Regions from separate parts of the Mus musculus genome. Here region 1 is linked to region 2. Evidence: chromatin contacts called from public HiChIP or PLAC-seq data. All regions are on one chromosome and are shown on one strand. The core of a region is the stretch at or near the end of the contact, and the rest is flanking DNA. Distances in the headings are between cores, read along the strand shown. Region 1 has its middle 8.9 kb from the start of Gm30474. Region 2 has its middle 38 kb from the start of Runx1.

Region 1 (5,932 bases), core at 393-2,892, 280 kb before region 2:
GAGAGCCATCAACATGTCTTTCAAACTTAAAATATAACAGGGGTTTACTTATAAAAATATTCTCTTACTTTCTCATCTCGTCCCCTGGGAAGTAATTCAACATTATTGTTTCCTGATGTTTCTCTTTCCCCCCTATTTTGTATTGGTTGGTTGTTGTGGTTTTGGTAAAAATAATTCAATTTTCCATGTTTCCTCTTCTCTTCCTGTCCTCCCACAGGAAAGGTACCAGACACTAGTGTGTCTCTGGCCCATACTTCACTCATAGTACTTGTCTCTCTGATGATGTTTCTTCTCGCCTGAGCTACACAAACTTGGCCAAGGAGTTCCCATCCCTCCGTTTCTTCATCTGCAGAATGCGGTCATTCCAAAGAGTCTGTCTTTCTTATCTTTTACTGCAAAAATGTTGGCTGTAGAATAAATTTAGTTTCCTTCTTCTTATCCATTATAAATTTAAATGTGCGCTCGGAGGCGGGAAACAAAGCCTCAAATAGATACCTCGGAGCAGGTGGCACTGAGCCAGGGCTGAGGCAAATCCTTCTGGCGCACAGTAAGCATTTCTCATACTTTCCACGTCTAGACGCTCGGCTCAGCTCTGGCATCCCCCTTTGTCATCTCAGTGTTCTTCTCCATCAGAGATCTGCCCAGCCTAGGACCCAACTCCTGGTGCCTTCTACAGAAGCCTTCATGGTTCAACCAAGCACATCTTCATCTAGGCTGTATTTGGTCTCTAGCTTCCTAAGGGAAAGGCCAATTATGGGAGCCCAAAGCCTTGTAGACATGTTGGCTTTCATGGCTTGAAATATAGAATGGGCTGAGTGCCTAGGAATGGTCCTTGGAGGTGACTCCCAGCTGATGAAGGCAATATCAGTGTAGGAAAAAGGAGAGGGTACCCAAATGTGACATCTCTCCTGACCGCTCCACCCTCCCAAACCCAGGGATGTTTGTGAATTCCCAAGGATGCTGGGAAATTGAGGGGAGCCTATTTGGCACCAGAGAAAAGTGCCCAGGTGTTGTGCTTCATAACTAACCTCAAGTGGTAGCTGAGCATTGTGCTTGGGACATGGAGTCTCCGGGAGCCACACAACCTGGGCATGGGCTTTACTTCTTCGCCCTTCATTTATGAAATAATTTCTCTCAGGAGGTTGTACGGGAGTGTAATCCCAGTGATGAAGAGGAAGAGGCAGAGGATCTCTGGGGGCTCCTTGGCCAGCAAGCTCACTCTTAACTGCCAGCTTCAGGCCAGTGAGAGACCTAGCTCAAAAATCAAAGGCAGTGTCACCTAAGGAAGAGTGACACTCCAGCCATCTTTTTGGCTTCTACATACATGTACACACATGCATATGTACCCACAACACAACACACACGTGCTGCATGCACATAGTCACACACACATAAATATGAATCATTTAGCTCATACTTAATTATTATCACACACACAGTAAGGATGAGTGAGACAGAAATTCCCATCCCTGCTCCCCAAACATTTTTACACATTCAGACATCCCTCCCCTGCCAATCTGGGTATATTTTCTATGAAACAATAAGAAAAAGTGCCAGGATTGCACAAGCTCAGGCAGGACAGAGCCTGCACACAGTGTTGTAAAAGAGGATATTCCCTTTGGCCAGCACACTCTGGGTCAGCTGGTTTCTCTTCACAGAACCCCCGGCGATCTCAGCATCCTCACAGCCGCATCTGTGCAGTCTAATTTGCCTCTGCAAGGTCTGGCTCCCATCCCATCCTTCAGCAAACGGCGACAAAGCTGGCAACATGAGGCACATTCTATAAATATGAAGGAGGAGGAGATGGGGAAGCAGACACCAAGTGTGAGCAGAGGCAGCAGCAGCAGCAGCAGCAGCAGCAGCAGCAGCAGTGGAGGTAGTGGTGCTGATAGCAACCGACTAATAACAAGTGCTGTAGTTTTCCATTGCTGTAACAAAATACCCAAGGCTGGAGGCATAAAGAGAAGAGATATCATGGCTCTCAGTTTTGATGACTGAAGAACATGGCAGCAGGGAGCGTCCACCGGGGCTCATTCCTAAGGTACTCATTCTGTGGACACCGCTTCTAATGAACGTGCAGAGCAGTCTGCATACAATGCCGCTTGGCCTCAGAAGGATCAGAGCTTTGATTTTAAATGTTTTGAAGAAATTATAAGTACATAGGTAAGCAGAATACATTTTAAGTATTCTTTTCAACTCCTCTCTTGCTCTCTCTCTCTTTCTCTCTTTCTCTGTCTCTGTCTATTTGTCTCTGTCTCTCTGTCTTTCTTTATCTGTGTCTCTCTGTTTCTGCCTGTCTCTATTTGTCTCTGTCTCTGTCTCTCTCTGGAGAGTGGTAGTAGCAAATTTGCAGGTCAACAGCGAAGACCCACCTTTTTGAAGACCTCATTTACACGCTTTAATGGAGGAATGAGTTTTAAGCTGATCACTGTGGAGGTTGGGCGATGCTTTAGCATGCCTTCTGCTCTCAAAGAGAACTCCAGTTCAGCTCCCAGAACCCACACTGGGCAGCTCACACCTGCCTGTACGTCCAGCTCCTCAGCCCTCCATGGATATTAGCACTCAGCCGTACACACACGCAGACACGCAATTAAAACTCAGACAAATGCTTCTCTAAAAGATTCTTGGACATACTTTAGAAGTCGAGCTAACCCAGATGAGTTCCCAAACTCAGTATTAAAGGGAGAAAAAATTCTCTCAAATGGGGTGCTTAGGGTGGAAACATTTTATCTTGATTGAGGGCAACTGGAAAACTTCGTAGTTCAAATAAGATAAAATGCAATACAATAAAACGTGGTGAACAGGACAGCAAGTGCTATTCAGAGGATGGCCTCCTGGATGGCTCTAGATCCTAACCAGAGGATGAACTGGCACACCTAGTAATAAGGGAATGGATTAAGGTTTTGTGGTACAAGAGATGCTGAGGGAATAAAGAAACTAGTCAGTGGCTTATCATATCTCATTAGGAAAAAAAAACACATGTAAGCTAGGAACCCTAGTGACTGCCCATTCTGACTAACCGGCTTTGTACATCGCTAGATAAACGCTCTTTGCAGGGAGTGCAGCATCCTGTCAGCGTAGCTAACACCGGGTCGATGCTACCCCTTCTAGGCAGTTGACGGTCTGTCTTCTCAACACTGAGCCAGCACTGAGCGGCTGCAGTTGCTTGTAGCAATTAGTCCCTGTTGAGTGCAAAGACTCTAGTGTTGACTGAACCAATTAAAAGATCAATTAGTGCGACGCGAGTGCTCAGAGAGGTCGTTTGCTATGACAGGGAGTCGCATCTCCATCCGTGTAGAGAGCCTCAAGAAAAATCATCATTTAGGAGGATGGGGTTGTTGTTGTTCCCAACCCTTAGGTCTTTAAAATGTCTGGACACTGGTAATTACGTTGTGGAACCCATTAGTCGGTGGGCTAGTGTGACAAAGGGCCTGTCTTTGACTAAAGTGTATTTTAGTTTTGATTGTGTATACGTGTCTATGGGTGGGTCCGTACACACAAAGGTAGGTGCTCACAGAGGTGGGGGTAGGGGCCATCCCATACTTATGGAAATGGACTTACGTGTGGCTTTGGAACCAAATTTATATCTTCCCGAGGAGCAGTAATCACATAACCACTGGGTGGTCTCTCCAGTCCCAACAAAGGGGCTTCCTGACAATAAGACTCTCATTTATAATCAGTAAACAATAATAATTAGGGGAAAATAATAAAATATCATTAGAGTTTGGATATGTAGTGTTTTGCTTTTTTCTCTGTGCACCCAGAACATTCTTTTTCCCTGTGCCATATTACTTTGGGGTTCTTATTTTTATATTAAAAGAAAAGGAAATAAGAATCTGTTGTTCTAGGTTTCTTCCCCATGTAGGACCTCAGCCTATGTTACCCCATCACCACCACTCCCAGAATTCCAGCTTGCTAAAATGATGACTTTGCTACGATCGTCTCATTAGGTAAAAACATGAGAATTGATTTCACTTGAGTCTTCCAGGAAGGCAGGAGAATCTGAGGCTCGTTGAAAAGCAGCATTCACACTGCTGGGCAAGTTGTGTGTGAGACTCTGGTGGCAAGCCCTTCTTGAGGATGTCAGTTGAGTCAGATGTACTAGAGATGACCCAGGAGACCTTGTTTTCCCAAAGGCCTTTCACACTGAAGACTTCTATAGCTGCTTCTCAGAGGTCCCAGGTGGCCCAAGAACCAAGCGGGGGGGGGGGGGGGGAGGAGAAGTCAAAAGGAAGGACCAGCTGTAACTGATGTCTCAATTTTCTTTCCTCCTTTGCTAGATATTGAACGGGATCCTTATGCGTGCCAGGCAAATTTTCTACCACTAAATCACACCTCGAGTAGTCATTTCCTGCCCCTCAGAATCTGCCCTTAATTGGAAAATTGAGACCTCCCTCCCCTCCTCTTCCCCTCTCCCCTCTCCCTTTTCTTCTCCCTCCCTCCCCGCCCCTCTCCAGTCAAGGTGGGGACAGAGTTTAAAATGATGCTTTTAAACTATAAGGAGCACTGGGCTAAGAGAGGCCCAGGGCAGATTCTTCCTGGCAACCTTGAACAAATCCCACTGACACCTTGGCCTGGAGAGTCCTGGCACCACACAGTTCCACTCCAGTAAATAAGCCCAGGGACAGAATTTTCTCTGTATATTTTCCTGCCTAGCAATGCAGAATGGTACACCACCACGATCTGTTTACCGTAAGAACACTTCAGTGGTTGGAAAGCTCACCTCTTAAACTAATATAAAAGCATCATTATACAAAACAGGAGAACCCAGAAGTGTATCCATACAGCCCTCCCTGTTAAGGAATAGTTTCTTTTCAACAGTCATGATTGACAACTCCACTTGTTTACACGCAGGAGTTCCCACCCACTAGCTCTCACCACTTATAAAACCGAGTATTTTTTGAAGGCCTCTGAAGATGTCTAATAAAACTGCTAAAAAGACCTGTTTGATCTCTGGGCAGCTCTGAGGACAGATAGGGCCCCGTTCCTTCTGGAAAACGCTTTGTTCTTTCAACTCCACTTAAGGAGGCAATAGAGCGGCATCTAATACAGGAGGCTTTCTGACTCTGTAGAACAAAGTCAGGCCAGGTTCTTATCATGAGAAACTGCACCCAAGGATAATCTTCTAGAAGACATAAATAATTCTCCATAATGCACTTGGCTATACTTTGATCTTGTGTGCATTTTCCTTAATAGATGGATATTATCAACCCAGTTTGTGCTTGCATAGGGGTTAGTTTGATGGCACGATGGCGGTGACATTAGAGCCTGAAGATTATGTTTTGGATATAAGCTACTGAAAGGACCAACATAACTTTACAAGTTCCTGAAACATGTGAAATTAGATCCCAGTGCTCCGCACCCCGATTTCAGTATCACTGCCAAGGATTTGGTGTCCTGCACTTAATTTTCTCCCACTTCATTAACTGTCCTCAGACTTTAGAAGAGCCTTTGAAATCTCCGACTTCTATGGTAATATCCAGGTGAGCCACTTTCGGCTTCCTATGCTATAGACTCCACCCCTCTCCCTGTCTCTCCCTTCTTCCCTCTGTGTGTTATACTAGGGGCAGGGGGACGGGGAGGCAGAGGTTAGAACAAGGGAAGTGCAGTGCTGGGATTGAGAGCTAAGATGTCTTGATGCTAGTGTAATCACTAGAGAACTGCGCACAAGAGAAGGTTACAATCAGATTTCAGATTGTGGTGAGGCCATATTGGAAGCCACTAAGCATGCAGTTATGACCTTCACGTGGGATGTGTAGTTGGGGTCAGACTGACCTGTTTAAGGGGCTGCTGAAGTAATAAATCGAGCTAGCCCTGTGTGTCAGGGGGCTAGGGAGACAGGCCTAATAAGATGTGATGAGCTTAAGGCCCACCTGTTAGTCATTGTGCTGATAAAAGCAGGCTGCACAATGTCCTGAGGAAGGCTTTTAAA
Region 2 (6,308 bases), core at 2,012-4,511:
ACTTGTCCTCACTGATCGTCTTTGAGAGACAGGAACATAATTAGGTCTCCACACTGAGAGGAAGAGGGAAGCAGAACGGGATTCGCTTTCTAAATCAAAAGACAACAACATCTGCATCAGCTCCTTCCTTCCTGTTTGTGGTGCTGAGAGGAGAACGCCTTGTGGGGGTTACGTCAGCCATCTTGTGATCATGAGGTGATAAATATGAAGTTTTGTTTTCCTGTCCAACTGGTCAAAGACCACAGAGAGGAAGAATAGAAAAGGCTTGGGTCCCTGATGACAGAAGCCATCTGCTGCACCAGAGGTGAAACCATCCACCCCCGCTCTTGAAGGATGACAAAGAGGATGACATAGTTCCCACACTGCTTGAGCCATGATGCTTTCTGCTTGTTGGCATCGGTTCACCAATCCACGTGGCAGCACCAGTGCAAAGACCCTTAGGTCCCACAGCAGAACCTGACCATGACCTTTACAGCTGTGTCTACAGCCCTCACCCTTGAGGCTCAACAGTGAATCAGAAAGAATATAGGAGTTAGCAATGGTGAAAAGAAGGGAAACCTACTCTGGGCTCAGGGGAGAATTTTTTTCTCCCGTGTGGACTACCAAGGGCATGGCCAGTAGCAGAGGCAGGCAGGATGATCAATTATCTCTGGGATGTGGAAGAAATATGTGTGATTGTGAGTGCCAGAACATAGAGGATTTGATATCTAGGGAGGAAGGTCTGACTTGTCAAAGGATATTTCAAATTTGTAGAGAATACACCTGAAGTATTTTAAAATTCAACACAGATCATCCCAACTCCCTCATCTTGGGAGGAGCACAGGTGGTTTGCAGGTACATCATCCTTGTAGGATCTGAACAGGGGGCTCGGAGAGAAGCTGAGATCTGTACATCCATTGTGACCACTGACAATTGGCCTCAGAGAACGCCAAGGGGATGGAGTCTCTGGTCTCTCTTGGTGCCACTGAGTTTGGATAATGAGCTGGTCTCTTCCTCCTCCTCTTCCTTCTCCCCCATCTTCCTCCACTTCCCATGTTCTTCCTCCTCCTCCATCTCTTCTTCTTATCTTTCCCATGCTCCCCATGCTCTCCCTCCTCCTCCTCATGCTCCTCCATTTCCCATACTCTCTCTCCTCCTCCTCCTCTTCCTCCTCCTCCCCATGCTCCTCCATTTCCCATACTCTCACCCCTCCTCCTCTTTCTCCTCCTCCCCATGCTCCTCCATTTCCCATACTCTCACCCCTCCTCCTCTTTCTCCTCCTCCCCATGCTCCCCCACTTCCCATACTCTCTTTCTCCCTCCTCCTCCCCATGCTCCTCCATTTCCTATGCTCTCCCTCCTCCTCCTCTCCCTCCTCCCCCTATGCTCCTCCACTTCACATGCTCCTCCACTTCCCATGCTGTCTTTCTTCCTCCTCCTCCCCATGCTCCTCCACTTCCCCATGCTCCTCCAGTTCCCATACTCTCTCTCCTCCTCCTCCTCTTCCTCCTCCTCCCCATGCTCCTCCATTTCCCATACTCTCTCTCCTCCTCCTCCTCTTCCTCCTCCTCCCCATGCTCCTCCATTTCCCATACTCTCGCCCCTCCTCCTCTTTCTCCTCCTCCCCATGCTCCTCCACTTCCCGTGCTCTCTTTCTCCCTCCTCCCCCTATGCTCCTCCACTTCACATGCTCCTCCACTTCCTATGCTCTCCATCCTCCTCCTCTTTCTCCTCCTCCCCATGCTCCTCCACTTCCCCATGCTCCTCCACTTCCCATGCTCTCTTTCTCCCTCCTCCCCCTATGCTCCTCCACTTCACATGCTCCTCCACTTCCCATGCTCTCTTTCTTCCTCCTCCTCCCCCTATGCTCCTCCACTTCACATGCTCCTCCACTTCCCATGCTCTCTTTCTTCCTCCTCCTCCCCATGTTCCTCCACTTCACATGCTCCTCCACTTCCCATGCTGTCTTTCTCCCTCCTCCTCCCCATGCTCCTCCACTTCCCCATGCTCCTCCAGATCCCATGCTCCCCCTCCTCCTCCCGCACTCCGGGATATTCTACGCTCTCACAAGGCAGTCCTCCCAGTGATTTTCCAGACAAAGGACACCAGGAAGCAGTTCAGAGGGGTTGGTAGATTTTAAGTTCTGCTTTATGGAACAGTGGAACCTTTTAAGAAACAGATTTGTCATATTGAAACTAGGTTTTCACTATATTATTCTGCATACTTTTCATTTTCTGCCTTTTAAGTCAATACAAATATAGAACAGAATATCTCATTTTTCTACTTTTATTTTTTACAATATTTAGAGTTGAACCCAGGGTCTTGAGTATGCCATCCAAAAGCCCTACTACTGAACCAAACCCCAAGATCTTATGGATTTTTTTATTCTGACATAAATTCTCCCCAAATTACTTAGGTTGACCTTGAACTCACTATCCTCCTAAATCAGCTTTCTCGGGAGCTGGGAATTCAAGTCTGTGCCATCAGACTGGGCTCATTCTTCTACAACTTCCTGAGGATCTATTCATGAAAATTGGGTACCAGTCATGTCTCTCTCTAGGTCTTCAACAGGTCAATTCCGAGTTGTCTAATGATGACATTCCTTCTTTGTAGTGTGTGTGTGTGTGTGTGTGTGTGTGTGGGTGTGTGTGTGTGTGTGTATGAGTGTATGTTGGTGAGTGTTTGTATGTGTGTGTTTGTGTGTAAGAGTGTGTGACTGTGTGTGTGTATGTGCCTGTGTGAGAGTATGAGTGTGTGTTGATGAGTGTTCATATGTGTGTGTTTGTGTGTGTGAGAAAGTATGTGAGTGTCTGTGAGTGTGTGTGTGTGTGTGTGTGTGTGTGTGTGTGTGTGTGTGTGTGTGTGTGTGTGTAAGTCTGTATAAATGCATGGCAGCCATAGGACAGCCTTGGACATGACAAGGTTATCCACTCTCACTGAGAAGTCGTCTCAGACCCGTTACCAGTTAGCCCCATGGATCCTCCTTTTCCTGACTCTCAGTGTTGGGCTCACAAGGGCAAGCCACCAAGCTCTATGCTTTTGTATAGATTCTAGGGATGGGATTCAGGTCACACTTCAGCAGCTGAACCTTCCCTAGCACACAGCTCACCTTCACAGCTTTGCCAGTGCTGAGCAGAAACCAAGGACTCTGAATTTTCTCACCCCAGACCCAGAGAACATTTAGATGAGGGGGAAACCCCACATCAGCCACTGTCCCCACCTCTGCATCCTAGCTCCTGATCTCACCCTATGTGTGATCCTCAAGAACCAGGGTAGCAGCACCACACAGTACAGTTGGCTCATCACCATGGTAGCAGCCCCACACAGCACAGTGTTCTCATCATTACAAGGAAGTGGAGTCATTCTTTCCCAGCCTGCTTTGCGAAGTTATTACAGAAGATGAGTTGTCATTGAACTCCCACTGTTCATTTTAAATAAAGAGGAACAAAAATGAAATGTGTCCGTGTGCTTTGGGCATGGGAAGATGACTCTATTGTAAAGAACTGACCTCATGATTTTACTTGGTAACAAAACTCAGGAAAAAATTAAAACTCTTTAATGGACTGATTCAACCTACAGAACTTTTTCTTTTGTTTCCATATGTATTTGCAACAGAAATCCAAGTAAAACTAAAAGCATCAAGGAGTCACAGGCGTTTTTATTTTACATGTTTATTCTGACCTGTGATTACTTTTCTCACAGAAAATTAAATTAAAATTACAACCTGACCATTTTCTGTTGGGCAAAATGAATCTACTGCAGTAATATGAAAATTGAACCTTTGGCCAAGATCCGTTAAAACTGCCTGATAGGATTTTATTGTCTTTAGGTGAGAACTTTGATTGAAGTGATATATAAATGATATAGATAAAAATAGACATAGATGCAGATTTTGTAAAACTTGATTAATTACAAGATGGCCAAACTTATAAAGCAGCACACAAATAAGAAAAGGAAACATTGTCACTTTCCAAAACTCTCCATTTCTCCTTTGCTGCCTTCAGTGTTTAATTTTGATTGTAAACTAGCTGAAATATAAAATCACCTGGGAGATGGGTCTCCTGCATATGCCTTTGGAGGGTGGGTGAAGTGTTATCTTTATTAGTTTAATTGAGGTGAGAAGACCTGCCTACCATGGGTGGCACTATTCCCTAGGCTGAAGTTCCAGTATGTATGTATGTATGTATATATATATATATATATAACAGAGAGAGAGAGAGAGAGAGAGAGAGAGAGAGAGAGAGAGAGAGAGAGAGAGAGAGAGGAGAACATGAACTGAGCATGACATTCACTGGTCTCTGCTTCTTGATTGAGGATGGCAGGTGACCAGCTGCCTCTAGTTCTAGGTCACATGACTTTTCTGCCCAGATGGATGTGCTCCAGTCCAGTTGTGAGCCAAAATAACCTCTTTCCCCTTTAAATGCTTTTGTCAGAGTACTTTATCATAGAAACAAGTCAAGTAACTATTACAATACCTATACATAAACATGTTTGCACTCTCAGCATTGCCTAAGTGTGCATTTGGGTAAAATTTATATAGATGATGAGATAAGGTTGCCTCGACTTTCAACTTGTGACATTCCTCTGTGTACCAACAACTCGTTTATTCACTTATTTTATTGCATGGTATCCCATTCTATGATCACGCATTGTATCCATTTTTCTATTGCTTAACATTTGTGGCTATTAAGAATAATGCTTGTAAGAGTTTCTCATGTCCCTAATAATATTCCTTACATGTGGCTTTACCACTCATGTCTGTACTTCACTTATGAAAATTGCATAGCACTTTCCTCAAGATTGAAACATTCCATCCTGTCGGAAAGCCCTTAAAACCAGAAGGTAACCCATTCCAAACAGCTTCACCAAGCCCCTGGAACTGACCAGCTTGACTAAACCCCTCCCTGTCAGTCAGCAATAGAGGCCACAGAGAGTCATTGTCAGAAGATCAAAGCTGCAAAGGAGATTGCGAGACCAGACCTGGTTCTTAGAAGAAGCAGAAACCACCCGGGTTGCCTAGGAGAGGTTTAGACCAACTGAGTCATTTAGAAAGGACAGTCTTCAACCCAGTGAGCTGCCTGCAGTCTGTCCAGTGCGTTCCATGTTCTCAGCTTTTGTGAGCTGTTACCCATGATGCACTGGGCTTTATAGTGGTAGTTCACTGATTTGCTTCGGTGAGTAACTCCTCTCTCATACTCCTATAAGTAGCCCAATAAAACTCACTGGTTCACCAAACTGGACTCTGTTGGTATCCATACTTTGTTCTGTCATGGGATCTCTATCTGAAGTGAGTAGACTTGTGTGTTGTGTCTTCCCAGGAAAAGTCTTGTCACGCAACAGTATATAGATATCTTCTTTTATAAATTTGGTTTCTTCAATTTCTAGTCAGAGGACATGTGTACACCCTTCAACTTCAGAAAAATGTTCAAATATTTTTCATATTAATATTGTGTGTGTGTGTGTGTGTGTGTGTGTGTGTGTGTCCCCGTGTGTGTCTCTCTCTCTGTGTATTCCTCCTAGCAATACGAGAACTTGACAGTTTAAATAAGATCTCATCTGTAATAGTGTAAATGTGAAATTACCCCACACCAGGTTAGGGTATTTGAACACAGGGTCCTCAGACTACGGTGTTCCTATGGGAAATCATTTAAGAGATTTAAAAGATGGAGCCAAGCTGCAGGAAGTGAGTCACTGGGTGCCAGGAAGCCCTTTGGAATCATAGCTAAGCCCTAGTTTTGGCCTGAACACTACTTCCTCACCTTCCAGCATGTGAGCAAGCGGCCTCATGCACCTGCCATCTCATGGTCCCCAGCATCAAGTGTTCTATCTCTCTCTATTAAAACGTCAGGCAGTCCTTCCTCCTTTAAGAGATCTCTGTCAGCTATTCTGTCACAAAAGCAAGAGAAGTGACTCATCTGTTGCCTGTTATAATGTGGGCAGTGTGATTTTGCTGGGTCACTCTGATGGGAGAGTGGTGCCATTCTGTGTCAAATTATGTGGCCTCCCTTGGCTGGAGTATCTTTGTTTCTTGTTAGTCACTTTTTTCTTACAGTGTGTATTAAATATATTTGATCCTTTTTCTATGTAGTTGTCTTTTTCTTATGGATTTTTTATGGAGCCCTTGTTAAATACATGCTCAGAAATCTGTATCTCTTTGCTTCTTTCTGCATCTCTCTCTGTCTCTCTTTCTCTGTTTCTCTCTCTCTCTCTCTCTCTCTCTCTCTCTCTCTCTCTCTCTCTCTCTCTCTCTCACACACACACACACACACACATTTAACCCATTTAATGATGTCAAGTGATGTGATGAGCAGAAGTTCTTAATATGATCCA

What was found. HiChIP or PLAC-seq counts read pairs in DNA pulled down with a chosen protein or histone mark.
Region 1: an H3K27ac HiChIP or PLAC-seq map of bone marrow-derived dendritic cells shows a contact between it and region 2, with 5 times the contacts expected there. The contact joins two enhancer-like sites. A contact is called at or near these places in 2 of 15 datasets of contacts at CTCF or cohesin (large pre-B cells and pro-B cells), 8 of 484 Hi-C or Micro-C datasets (the G1E-ER4 cell line, the HPC-7 cell line, bone marrow-derived macrophages and 1 more), 7 of 115 datasets of contacts at active chromatin or transcription factors (the HPC-7 cell line, Th17 cells, bone marrow-derived dendritic cells and 4 more) and 1 of 9 other capture datasets (bone marrow-derived macrophages).

What each region holds. Positions count from the first base shown.
Region 1 is chr16:93,137,966-93,143,897 of GRCm38.p6, reverse strand. No RefSeq gene overlaps it. Among named protein-coding and RNA genes, the nearest start is that of Gm30474, 8.9 kb to the right of the region's middle. Within about 2 kb of position 1,642, at least 20 of the 459 cell types and tissues checked have an H3K27ac peak or open chromatin away from gene starts, as enhancers often do. A contact at or near this core is called in bone marrow-derived dendritic cells and bone marrow-derived macrophages, where this site is marked.
Region 2 is chr16:92,861,369-92,867,676 of GRCm38.p6, reverse strand. No RefSeq gene overlaps it. Among named protein-coding and RNA genes, the nearest start is that of Runx1, 38 kb to the right of the region's middle. Within about 2 kb of position 3,261, at least 48 of the 459 cell types and tissues checked have an H3K27ac peak or open chromatin away from gene starts, as enhancers often do. A contact at or near this core is called in bone marrow-derived dendritic cells and bone marrow-derived macrophages, where this site is marked.